Regions from separate parts of the Mus musculus genome. Here region 2 is linked to region 1. Evidence: chromatin contacts called from public HiChIP or PLAC-seq data. All regions are on one chromosome and are shown on one strand. The core of a region is the stretch at or near the end of the contact, and the rest is flanking DNA. Distances in the headings are between cores, read along the strand shown. Region 1 has its middle 7.0 kb from the start of Gm30443. Region 2 overlaps Ptpn13 (protein tyrosine phosphatase, non-receptor type 13).

Evidence for each region. HiChIP or PLAC-seq counts read pairs in DNA pulled down with a chosen protein or histone mark.
Region 2: an HNF4G HiChIP or PLAC-seq map of pancreatic cancer cells shows a contact between it and region 1. The contact joins two enhancer-like sites. A contact is called at or near these places in 1 of 484 Hi-C or Micro-C datasets (cortical neurons), 7 of 115 datasets of contacts at active chromatin or transcription factors (the SCID.adh cell line, a beta-TC-6 cell line, embryonic stem cells and 4 more) and 1 of 9 other capture datasets (embryonic stem cells).

What each region holds. Positions count from the first base shown.
Region 1 is chr5:103,364,452-103,369,579 of GRCm38.p6, reverse strand. No RefSeq gene overlaps it. Among named protein-coding and RNA genes, the nearest start is that of Gm30443, 7.0 kb to the right of the region's middle. Within about 2 kb of position 2,294, at least 53 of the 459 cell types and tissues checked have an H3K27ac peak or open chromatin away from gene starts, as enhancers often do. A contact at or near this core is called in pancreatic cancer cells, where this site is marked.
Region 2 is chr5:103,496,710-103,501,837 of GRCm38.p6, reverse strand. Ptpn13 (protein tyrosine phosphatase, non-receptor type 13) reads right to left here. Exons shown (of 48, transcript NM_011204.2): 7 at 1-471. Among named protein-coding and RNA genes, the nearest start is that of Ptpn13, 74 kb to the right of the region's middle. Within about 2 kb of position 2,282, at least 17 of the 459 cell types and tissues checked have an H3K27ac peak or open chromatin away from gene starts, as enhancers often do. A contact at or near this core is called in pancreatic cancer cells, where this site is marked.

The DNA of each region.
Region 1 (5,128 bases), core at 1,045-3,544:
AGAGACCTGCCTGCCTCTGCCTCTAAAGTGCCACTACATATGGCCAGTATATTGTTGGTAAGAATGGATTGTTAACTTAGCTGCATCTTCGAGTGATGTTTGAGTTGTCCATTTTAAGTAAATTGCTGGACTATTCAAGCATCACTTGGCTAGCTAGGCCTTTCTTCCTTTCTTTTGTTTTGCGTGTCTCTTTTGATGGTGTTATTTTGTAGTATATATTAGGATTCATACAAGCAAACAAACAAAAATCAAACACAACCAAAACAAACACAACCAACCAACAAACCAAACTCACTTCTCTGGTACTTCTGGCTCCGGCACAACTTTCCGATGGCCATCCTCAGGAGTGCCTTTCAAGTCCTTCCCTCCCCTGTTCACCAGAGGCCGCTACTGAGCAAAGGCTTAAACTCCCAGTGTGGGACGACCAGTGTGGGATGACCAGTGTGGGACGACAGCACTGTTCAGGACAGATGTTCTCTGCATGGTGAACATAAGCTCTACCACCAAGCTGTAGCCCAGCCCTGAAGAAGATGGAGCCCCGTTTTCGTTCCGGCACGAGTCTGGTTTTGCCCTATAAATCCCGGGGTAGAAAACTCCTCCTCTAGGAATGGAGCCAAATTTTACTTCTAAAGCTAAGTACAGATGGTATGAAACATTTTCTTAAAAATATTTTTTGTTGTTGTTTTTGTTTGAATTACTTTACTCACAGAAAGATTGCGGCAGTAATACAGTGTTCTCATACTGCCCCACGGAGAGGTCCCACACTGCCCAGAGGATTTCACGCACTGCTACACGAGGTTCCCACATTGCCCCCACACTGCTTCTCTAAGGGCAACATCTTCAAAGACCAGCATGTTCCCATGCAGACCAAGGAGCTTTCAAGACGCAGTTTAGAGTAGAGCACATTCCTTGCAACACAGAACTCTGAGTTCATGCTTTTTTTTTTTTTTTTTTTTTTTTTTTTTTAATTGTTTTGTTTTGTATTTTGAGACAAGGTTTCTCTGTGTACCCCAGGCTGCCCTGGAACTCACTCAGTAGACCAGGCTGTCCTGGAACTCAGAAATCTGCCTGCCAAGTGCTGGGATTAAAAGTCCTTTAAGTGTGCAAGCCATAGCTGGGCAGTGGTGGCGCATGCCTTTAATCCCAGCAGTTGGGAGGCAGAGGCAGGCAGATTTCTGAGTTTGAGGCCAACCTGCTCTACAGAGTGAGTTCCAGGACAGCCAGGGCTCTACAGAGAAACCCTGTCACAATTAACTAAATTTCAGATCTAGATTTCACTAGGTTTGTTGTTGTTTTTGTCTTTGTTTTTCGCCACTCCCCCCACCCCCCAGCAATACCTTTTTTTTTTTTTTTTTTTCTATCCTAAGACCCAAGCTGGAACATGGCATTATGGTAAGTTGTCCTGTCCATTGGTCTGTCCTGGTTCCTAGCTTGTCTGTGAGGCACTGAGCTGGATAGGTCTTTTGTAGAAAAGTCCTCTGAACTGGGGATACCTGATCTTTTTGTGATTAGAACGTTCTAGAAAGAAGCACCTTCCCTCACAGCCTCTCAGGTATACGGGCATCCAACAAGCTCGTGTTGATGATGTGAGTCTCCCCTGTTGCTTGCCAGATTTCTTCTTAGTGAAGTCTCAATGCTTCTGGTTACATTCTCTGGAAACAGGCCACTGAAGCAGGAGGGGGCCTGCGGGGGGAATTAACCTCCACCTTCCTGGAAGACCAAGAATTTACCAAGTGGAATTCACTCTGCCTTTCCCTACCTATTCACTTATAACACTATGAGCTCACAGGTAATTATTTAAATACCGGCTGATAACCTACTGAATTGCTGTCTCTGTTACCACCCTAATTAGCCCAGCCTTAGCCACTGCAAGCCCTCTCAGGTGGACTTCTGTGCTCCTCTGTTGTGCTCCTGTCCCTTTGACTAAGCTTTTTGATACTACAGGAAGCACTGGGTTCATATTACATCCATCCTGCTCCAATTCTGAGAAGTTTCTTTGAGGAAACCGCATTTCCTTTAATTGGGCGGTGGCATTCCAATGTGTTATCATAATGGATTCCAGTCCCGGAAGATTTGGGCCGGAGGAGTTCACTTCGTTTCCAAAACGGTGATCAATGGTATGACCCGGTCTAGGGAGCCCACGGTGCACTTCCTTGCTGGGGATATTTACGAAGCTGCCTCAGGGGCAGGTATGTGAATCATGGGGTTAAAGAATGGTACTCAGATGATGTCATTGTGGACACTTTCAGTACAGTGAGCGGGCATGCTCAAATTTGCATTAGATGACGTTTCTGGGTCTTACACATCTTGACGTTTCTGCCCTGGGACTCATGGATTCCCAGAACAGTGCACATACAGTTTGTTAGAACTCAGGTAAACAAAAGAAAAAGTGATACATTTGCATTTGAAGAGGTTTTGTGGTTAACTTAAAAACTACCACCTGTAGACATTTCCTCTAGGCTCTGCCCCATAGTTACCTGGTAACAGCCAGGTATGCCTGACTCACCATAAAAGGGGCTGCTTGCCCACCCCCTCTCTTGCTCTTCTCCTCTTGCTTTTGATCCCGTACCCTCTTCCTCCTCTTTCCCCTTTCCTCTCCCCACTTTCTCTCCATGTGCTCATGGCCGGTTTCTACTCCCCTCCCCTCCCAACTTCCCTCCTCTTCCTCTTCCTCCTCCCCCCCTCCTCCTCCCTTCCTCCCTCTCTCTATTTCTCTCTCTCTCTGCCTTTTTCTGTCTCTACTCTCTCAATTCCCCCCCCCCCCTGCCCTAAATAAACTATTCTATTCTATACCATGGCCTGTCCCTCAGCAGAAAGGGATGCTTCTACATGGCCTGAAGAGACACACCCCTCCCCCCACACCATACCTCGCCTCCACCAAACACATCCCTGGCTTCCTTTCTTTTTCTAAAACACACCACCACCCCCTTGATTGGTAATGATAGTGTGATCCCTAAAATACCCCAGTAACTCCTGACTGTATCTGAAACAAGCATGGCGTACACAGTCGAAGTCACTGGGAAGAGCAGAAAGATATCTCACTGTTTGTGCGTTCTGGCGAGGTAGGTAACGAAGGCAATATTATTCAGCGGGAAAGTGGAGTAATAATGAATGCAGAGCCTTGGGAGCTGTATGGTATCAGACTCCTGCTTCCAGGCTGCGGGATCGAATCGGGCCTCCCTGGAACAGGGAGAGAGCAGGGAGGTTAGTTTCCACGATCTCTAGTTAGAGAGAACGTGAGGCTGAGTCTGTGGGTGTGGAGTCCACAGAGGTGGGAAAACCAAACAGCAGGACCATGAGAAGGGAGCAATACTTTGGTAAAATATATTTATTTAGCAACTCTTGGCTCCCACTGCTCAAACACTCGATTTTAAAGAAACATCCACAGCCAGGCCACAAAGTAGCCAAGAACAAGGAAGAGTGAAGGTATGCTCAGAGTAATTGGGGAAGCTCGGGGTGGGAGAGATTGAGCCCGAGAGTGAGTTATCCCAGAACAGATGGAGGCGGCCACGTTAGCTTTGCACTAAACTGTACTGTAGCTTTGAATCTATTTTCGTGATAAACTACTCATAACAAAGCTTACCACGTTAACCATGTTTATGTATGCAGTTCGGCGGCATTCCACCCTATACTGTTGTGTGACCCTTGTTGCTTGCTGTTTCCAGAACAGTCTTCTTCCTGTGGTGAAACTAAACCCTCCCCTCTCACCTCCCCACCAGCCTCAGGTAACCACTGCTGCGCTTTCTCTAAGTGTAGACGGAGTCACAGCAAATATTTTTCTTCCCCCCCCCCCCCCCCCGTAGAGATTATTTCGCTTAGCAAGACTTCTTCCAAGGGTCACCAGTGTCGTGGTATTTTGCTTAACTTTCTAAAGTGGTCATAGCCACATCCTGCTGACTCTGGTCCTGGAGCTGTACAAGGTAATTCCACAGGCTGGGTGAGGGAGTCCCGGGGTGGGGTGGGGAGGTGACTGGGAATGGGGGAGGGACACAGAGCCCTTCCAGCTGCTCAGGAAAGGTTGAGGTGGAGAGGAAGAAGGAGGCGGAGCGCTGTGGATGCGGGCAGCTCAGTGGGCAGCGAGGACCACGCCAGCGCCAGCGCAGGAGGCGGGGCTGCCGGGCTGTACTGGAGGTCTCAATAACTGGGGTTATGGTAGACTGAGAATGGAAAGTGAGTGGAGAGTGACTCAGCTGGGGTGGGGGTGCCCAACACATTGTTTCATGCAGAGTTTCTAAAGGAACGGCAATAGGTAACCTAACAGGCATTTGGGCAGGAGCGGGGTAATGATTTACTCAAAATAGTTGGCATCAGGAAAGATAAGGGGGTGGAAACCGCCAAGCGCTTTCAGGGCTAATCAGCTTAATTTGGCAGGGACTGAGGGTTTGTATGGAATGCAGAGAGAGAGATAGGAGGTTGTCGAAGCCCGTTTCTAAAGTACCACGACTGACAAGCAGTTGGTTCTGATCATTTACTAAGCAATGGGCACCAATAGAAAACAAATGGCTCTGTCCTTTGTCTCAAATCCCTAAACTGTAGATCTTGACCTTAATTAGACCAATTAGCACACAGCCTTATAGTAGCTTGCGAGACAGATGCATCTCCTAGGAGACTGTAACTGCCTGAGAGCAAAACTGCTTCGCTACATAGTGGCCCTTCTAGCCTTAAACTCACACCTCTGAACTGCCTGCTGCCTTCTATAGCATCCCGAGACTTGAAGGGGTCGGGGTTAAGAGGTTTTGATGGGAGGCACAGAATAAACTAGAAAGGCTACAATTTAGAAAGGTTAATTACAATTAACCTGATGAGCCTGTGCTGTGAGGAGGGTGCGGGGGTGGGGGATGAGTCAGGCTGCGCAAGGGAAGGTATTTTAGTAATTCGATGGTGGGGTTAAGACAGACCCTCTCTTCTGGGCTTAAACAGGAAGGGCAGGCTCTGGAAAGGAATCTGGTGTGATTATCTGGTCTTCTGTGGCAGCCAAAGCGGAGGGTAGGATGAAGTGCAGGATGAAGCACCGCTACCCCTGCATATTTTCGGCTGTGGAATCCTGACCATGTCGCTGCACACAGAGCCCAGTCTAAAGCCTCCCTGCCTGAAATCACGTTGGTGGTCTTGGTCTCTATCAATATGT
Region 2 (5,128 bases), core at 1,033-3,532, 130 kb before region 1:
CCGCGGTGGAGGTCGGCAGTTCTCGGGTGTGGATCACCGGCTCCACCTTCTGAGGGCCAAAGATATCCAAGGCAATGCTTCCATCAGAGTACCTTCCTTCTTTTTTTCTAGGAGTGATGGACGTCCGTCCTGTCACTGTCTCAGGGTCACAGCGTTGGTACCTGCCCGTCTCTCCAGAAATGTCTCTGTTAGCTGCACAGAGCAAGTCCATGGAGGAAGCCCATGTCTTCTTCTTGGAGAGTGCATCCATCTGTGGAGTACTAGTTTTGAACTGGTAAGGGGAAGAGAAAGTCTCAGAATCTTCATGCCTGGAATTATTATCAGATGGAGTATCCTTGAGATAGTCTTCCTCATCTCGTGTGTCTCTGATGGACAGAAATCCCATAGACTTACTAAGCCCTTTGTTAAGAAAGGTCTGCTGAGAGAGTGGAGCCTCGTGTGTGTCTAGTGCGTCTGAAGTGGAGCTTCTTCCTGGAATGATAAGAATCTATCATGTAGGCGCAGAATCTTTAGAGAATCAGCTAGCATGTAACCCACTGCTGAGAACGGAAGTGCTGCCAGCTCCCCAAGTGACGGACGCAGTGGAGGATGGGAGACAGGTGACCTCAGGGATGCCAAGGGTGGAAACATGGCCGCTGAACACATACTGAGGTGGAACCCAAGCCAGAGACACTCCATGCAATAACTCAGCCGCTGAGCTATACTGCATCACAATACCTAAGACACAAGTGATGCTTACATATATTACATTTACGGAGTAGTATTTCTGTCGTCAAAGGGAAATGATGTGGTTTTAAAATGAAGTCAAGTCGCTAATGGTAGCAACGTTTGTAGAACAACAATTACCTACGGAATGATTTAGGATAATATAATGCCTAAAATATGCTCTTAACCTCTAAATATGTGTGTTTCTAAGTAAAAAGCCCTGGTATATTCTGATCTTATAAATAGATATGTTTAGCTGAAAAACAAAACTGTTTCTATTCTGTATAGAAAGAAAATTGTAATGCATGTAATTATTAAGTTCAAGATTATATACAGATATATTTTTAGAAATCTTTAGTATATCTAAAACCCAGATCATTTCCATTGAAACTGTCAAAGAAATTCAATTTTTCATTACATTGTTATTTAGACTAAAAACTAGCTTAGCTGCAATACTAAATTTAGGTTCATCTTTATAGTTTGATAGTTAAAACTAGGTATTTATTCTGTTTGAGACATAACAAAAATGTCCATCCAGCTATATCAATTATATAAACCCACATATTCAGTACCCAAAGTGGTATTTGTCCAGTCAGTACCAGAAAAAAAAATGTAGAAAATATTTTGAAGCTACAACCTCAATAATCCTAAAACTCTGACAATTGTCTCTGGTATATTCTGTGGTTTCTCTTTGAAAGCAAATATGCTATGTAATATGACTAGATCTTTCTGAGTAACAAGAAGTTACTTACAAATTCATTTGAAGCAATCAGTTGTCTCTTCTCAGTAATGACTGTATGCTTTAATTATTTGAAAACAAATTTACCCTAACAATACAGTGACAAGTGCATTCCTATCAGCTGATGCGATCAATAATTAACACAAACCCCCAGCTGTTTGTTCTTATCTCTGTGAATGGAGCTGGTAAATTGCAGCTGTGGTCAGCTTCCATATCTGAGGTACTGGAACTACAGGACATTAGGAAACACACTACAACTCACCCAGACAGGTCATCTAGCTTCTAATCTAAGCTGGAACGCTCTAAGTGTGGCCATGTCACAGTCCTTTAGGGGTAAGTGAAATTCTTACACACACCACATCCTGAAACTAATGAATTTAAAATAATTGTATGGACTGAAAAATAGACATACTCTTGGAAGCTGACAAAATATGTATCTATTTAAAAAAAAAAAAAAAGAACTGAGAGGATCGGGGATCCCAAGCCACACATGAATGCAGCAGTCCTCGTTCTTTCTGGTCACCCTGACTCTAGGCAAGCAAACAAACTTTGGAAAATTCGAGCAGGATACAGACACCACAAATTCATGCTCAGCCACTGTGTTCCCTTGATAACATGTGCTAACAGTAAACTCACTTTCTACAGTGAGTCCACTTTTCCTCTTCTTCAAATTCCCACTTTCACTGTCACTGAGCTGATGACCCCCCTCACTTCCCACCAAGGCAACAGCACCTTCCCGTGGCCCCTTCCTGTGACTCCGAGCCTCCTCCCCTTCCCGTGGCTCTGGCTACCCACCCACCCACGTACAGATATTTTCCTTGCCTCAAAGCATGGTGCTTCCAAGCAGTGGAGGCCAGGCCCCAGCACGTAATCTGAGTTTCCCTCATTGTTTACTTTACCAAATGTGTTTGTTCTTGCTTAACTTGTCTGCTGTGCACACACGGTGCCAGGATCTCTCCCCTTTTATTGAGCTGCTCCCATTAAGACAGAAATACCATCTAATTTTTCTCAGATGGCAAACCAAACCAAGACAGACTCCTCCCATCACCACACTTCCCCTGACCACTCTCTTCCAATGCCTTATTTTCTGTTCACTATTTCCCACTGCTTGGGTCAGCATCCAGCCACCCTGTGCCTCGGCAGCCCTACTTGTACATCACTAGTGGCTTCCCTACCTGCTTAGGCTGCTTAACCTGCTCTTGATTTTTTCTAATCCTTTAATGGGTTTCCAAAGGTTGGGTTTCCTCGAGTATCAGCTTCAGAACTACACCCACACCCCACTTAGTTGTGGGTTTTCCTTAGAGATTTTTATTAATGATCCTTTAAATAACATCTTTTTGATAAGTGGGATTTTAAAACTCCCAAACTTAATTTCTTAAGGTGTAAGGTGAGGGTGTGCCTGTGCCCAGCCCCAACTGACACATCCACAGAGCAACCCTTAAATGTGAGGATCAGGGAACATCATAGAAATGGGGGCAGAGGCACTGTAGAACTAGGGTGCTCGTGCTGGGCTAGGCAGTATCCCCAGACATTATAAAAATACTCCCATGAACTCCCAACTTATGCAGCTGCCTGACCAATATTGGCCTCCTGACAATACTGGTTGACATGCCAACATGGACAGAAGGAAATTTCACAAATCCTGTCCCAAGATAAAGAACTCTAGGTTGTCAATGGCTGATGAAGGAGGGAAGGATCAGCTTCCTCCAGTGACAGGATCCCAATAAACTGTGGTCAGTCCTGGACACACATAAAGATGTGCGAGCGCATACACACGTAGCTGGATACACGCCACTGTCACTACAGTAGAAGAGGCCAGGAATTTGGGGTGGAAAGGCAGGAGTGACACAGGCCAAACGGTCACGTGTGAATTTCTCAAATAAAACTAGACACACATTCATACAAATAAAATACAAATAAACATATATTTTAAAAAAACAAGAAAATACAGAGGAAAAATAAAACAACCTACTTAAAAGATTATCACAATTTTGTTCTGTTTCTACAGATAATGCAATTCATTCTTCAAGTTTGCAAGTCCTATCTGCTGATAATCACGGACTTAAAGTTTCGCACAGCAATTACTTATAAAAGATGATCTCAATTCATAATTGAAGTCTAGCTGGAGACCAATGGGACCACAGAAAAAGACAGTCTAAGAAGGAAGAAAGATGAGGAGAGGAGACAGACCTGAGGAAGCTGGGCTAACAAGGTGGGAAGCCAGCATGAGATCCATGTCACAAATGACTAAATTCAAAAGACTGAGTTATAAAGTTACAAAAATGTTAAAGTGGGGAGATCTTTGTAATAAATCATCTAATGCAAAAGTCTAAGAGTTATAAAGTTATGTTACAGAAATGTTAAAGCAGGAAGAAACCATTGTGGAAAGAAGAAGAAGGAGGAGGAAGAGGAGAAGGGGGAAAAGAAGGAGAAGGAGAAGAAGGAGAAGAAGGAGAAGGAGGAGGAGGAGGAGGAGGAGAAGAAGAAGAAGAAGAAGAAGAAGAAGAAGAAGAACAACAACAACAACAACAACAAAGCTAAGTGGTTGTTGTTGCTGCAATGCTTGGCCTGTGACTGGTTTTATTTACATTTTGGAATAAAGAGGAGACATGTCCTTGGATAGGGATGGAAACAACACATGGTAAAAGCAGATGGCGGTTGGCCCAAACACATTATCTTTCAAACTAAAAATTTAAACCAATATTTTTAAACCAACTGCTCCTATCTGGCCAGATTATCATCACACTCTGTCATAGTCTGTCACTCTGAGTCACACTCTGTCATGCTAATGATGTTCTTGCTGTCTTCAACTGCACAATCGGACACAGAAGTGCCTAATTTACCCATTACAGGATGAAAAGTTATTTTTCATAAAAGATGGTTCTTTATGTAAAAACAAGATATGGTATAAAATAATAATTCTGAAAACCTGCAAATCTCACTAAATAAAGTAAGGATATAGTATAGCAGCATAACTGCTTTACCTTGTTAAGGAGGCACTAGGGAGAAATTGACTAATCTAGTAACTTAAAATGTGAGTTCTCACCTTATGGGTGAGAAGAAACATGGCATGCCAGGCTTCTTAGATGCTCAAGTCTGCTGGCCAAAGCGCATGTGCGGGTAACAGCAGAAGCACCTGCTCATCTGTACTTGAGACAAAACAAAATGTACACCAGGTGACTGCTTTCCCAATATTGCTAACATGCGCGCATGCTACTTATTTTACACAGTTAGCAATAAATACCATTGCAGTCTCCAAGGAAGCATGACAGCCCTGCCACTGGGGCAGTTCCTCGGCCTGACTGTTGCAGCAGAACACAGCAGACCTGCCTGTATTAATGAGCACACTGTCTCACTATAAAGATGACCCCTTATACTATATATCTGTACATATGTGTACTCCCGGGTAGAACAATACTCGACTGCCTTATTGGTTTCATGTTTACAATTCCTTATAAAATAGCTCTGGAGAGAGTGGTGGTCAAGTGAATTGATTTTAAAACTTAAAATCCAGCTTCGGCGGCATCGTTTAGCAGAAAGACAGACTACTATTGAGAGGCTTTGATTTTAAAGCTTGTGCCAGCCAGTCAATTTCCATGTTGCTCCTTTCTTCCCTCTACCACACGTGGGTATGATTTAACATTCTGTTTTACAGATGACAGGATCAGTGAGCTAACCCACCTG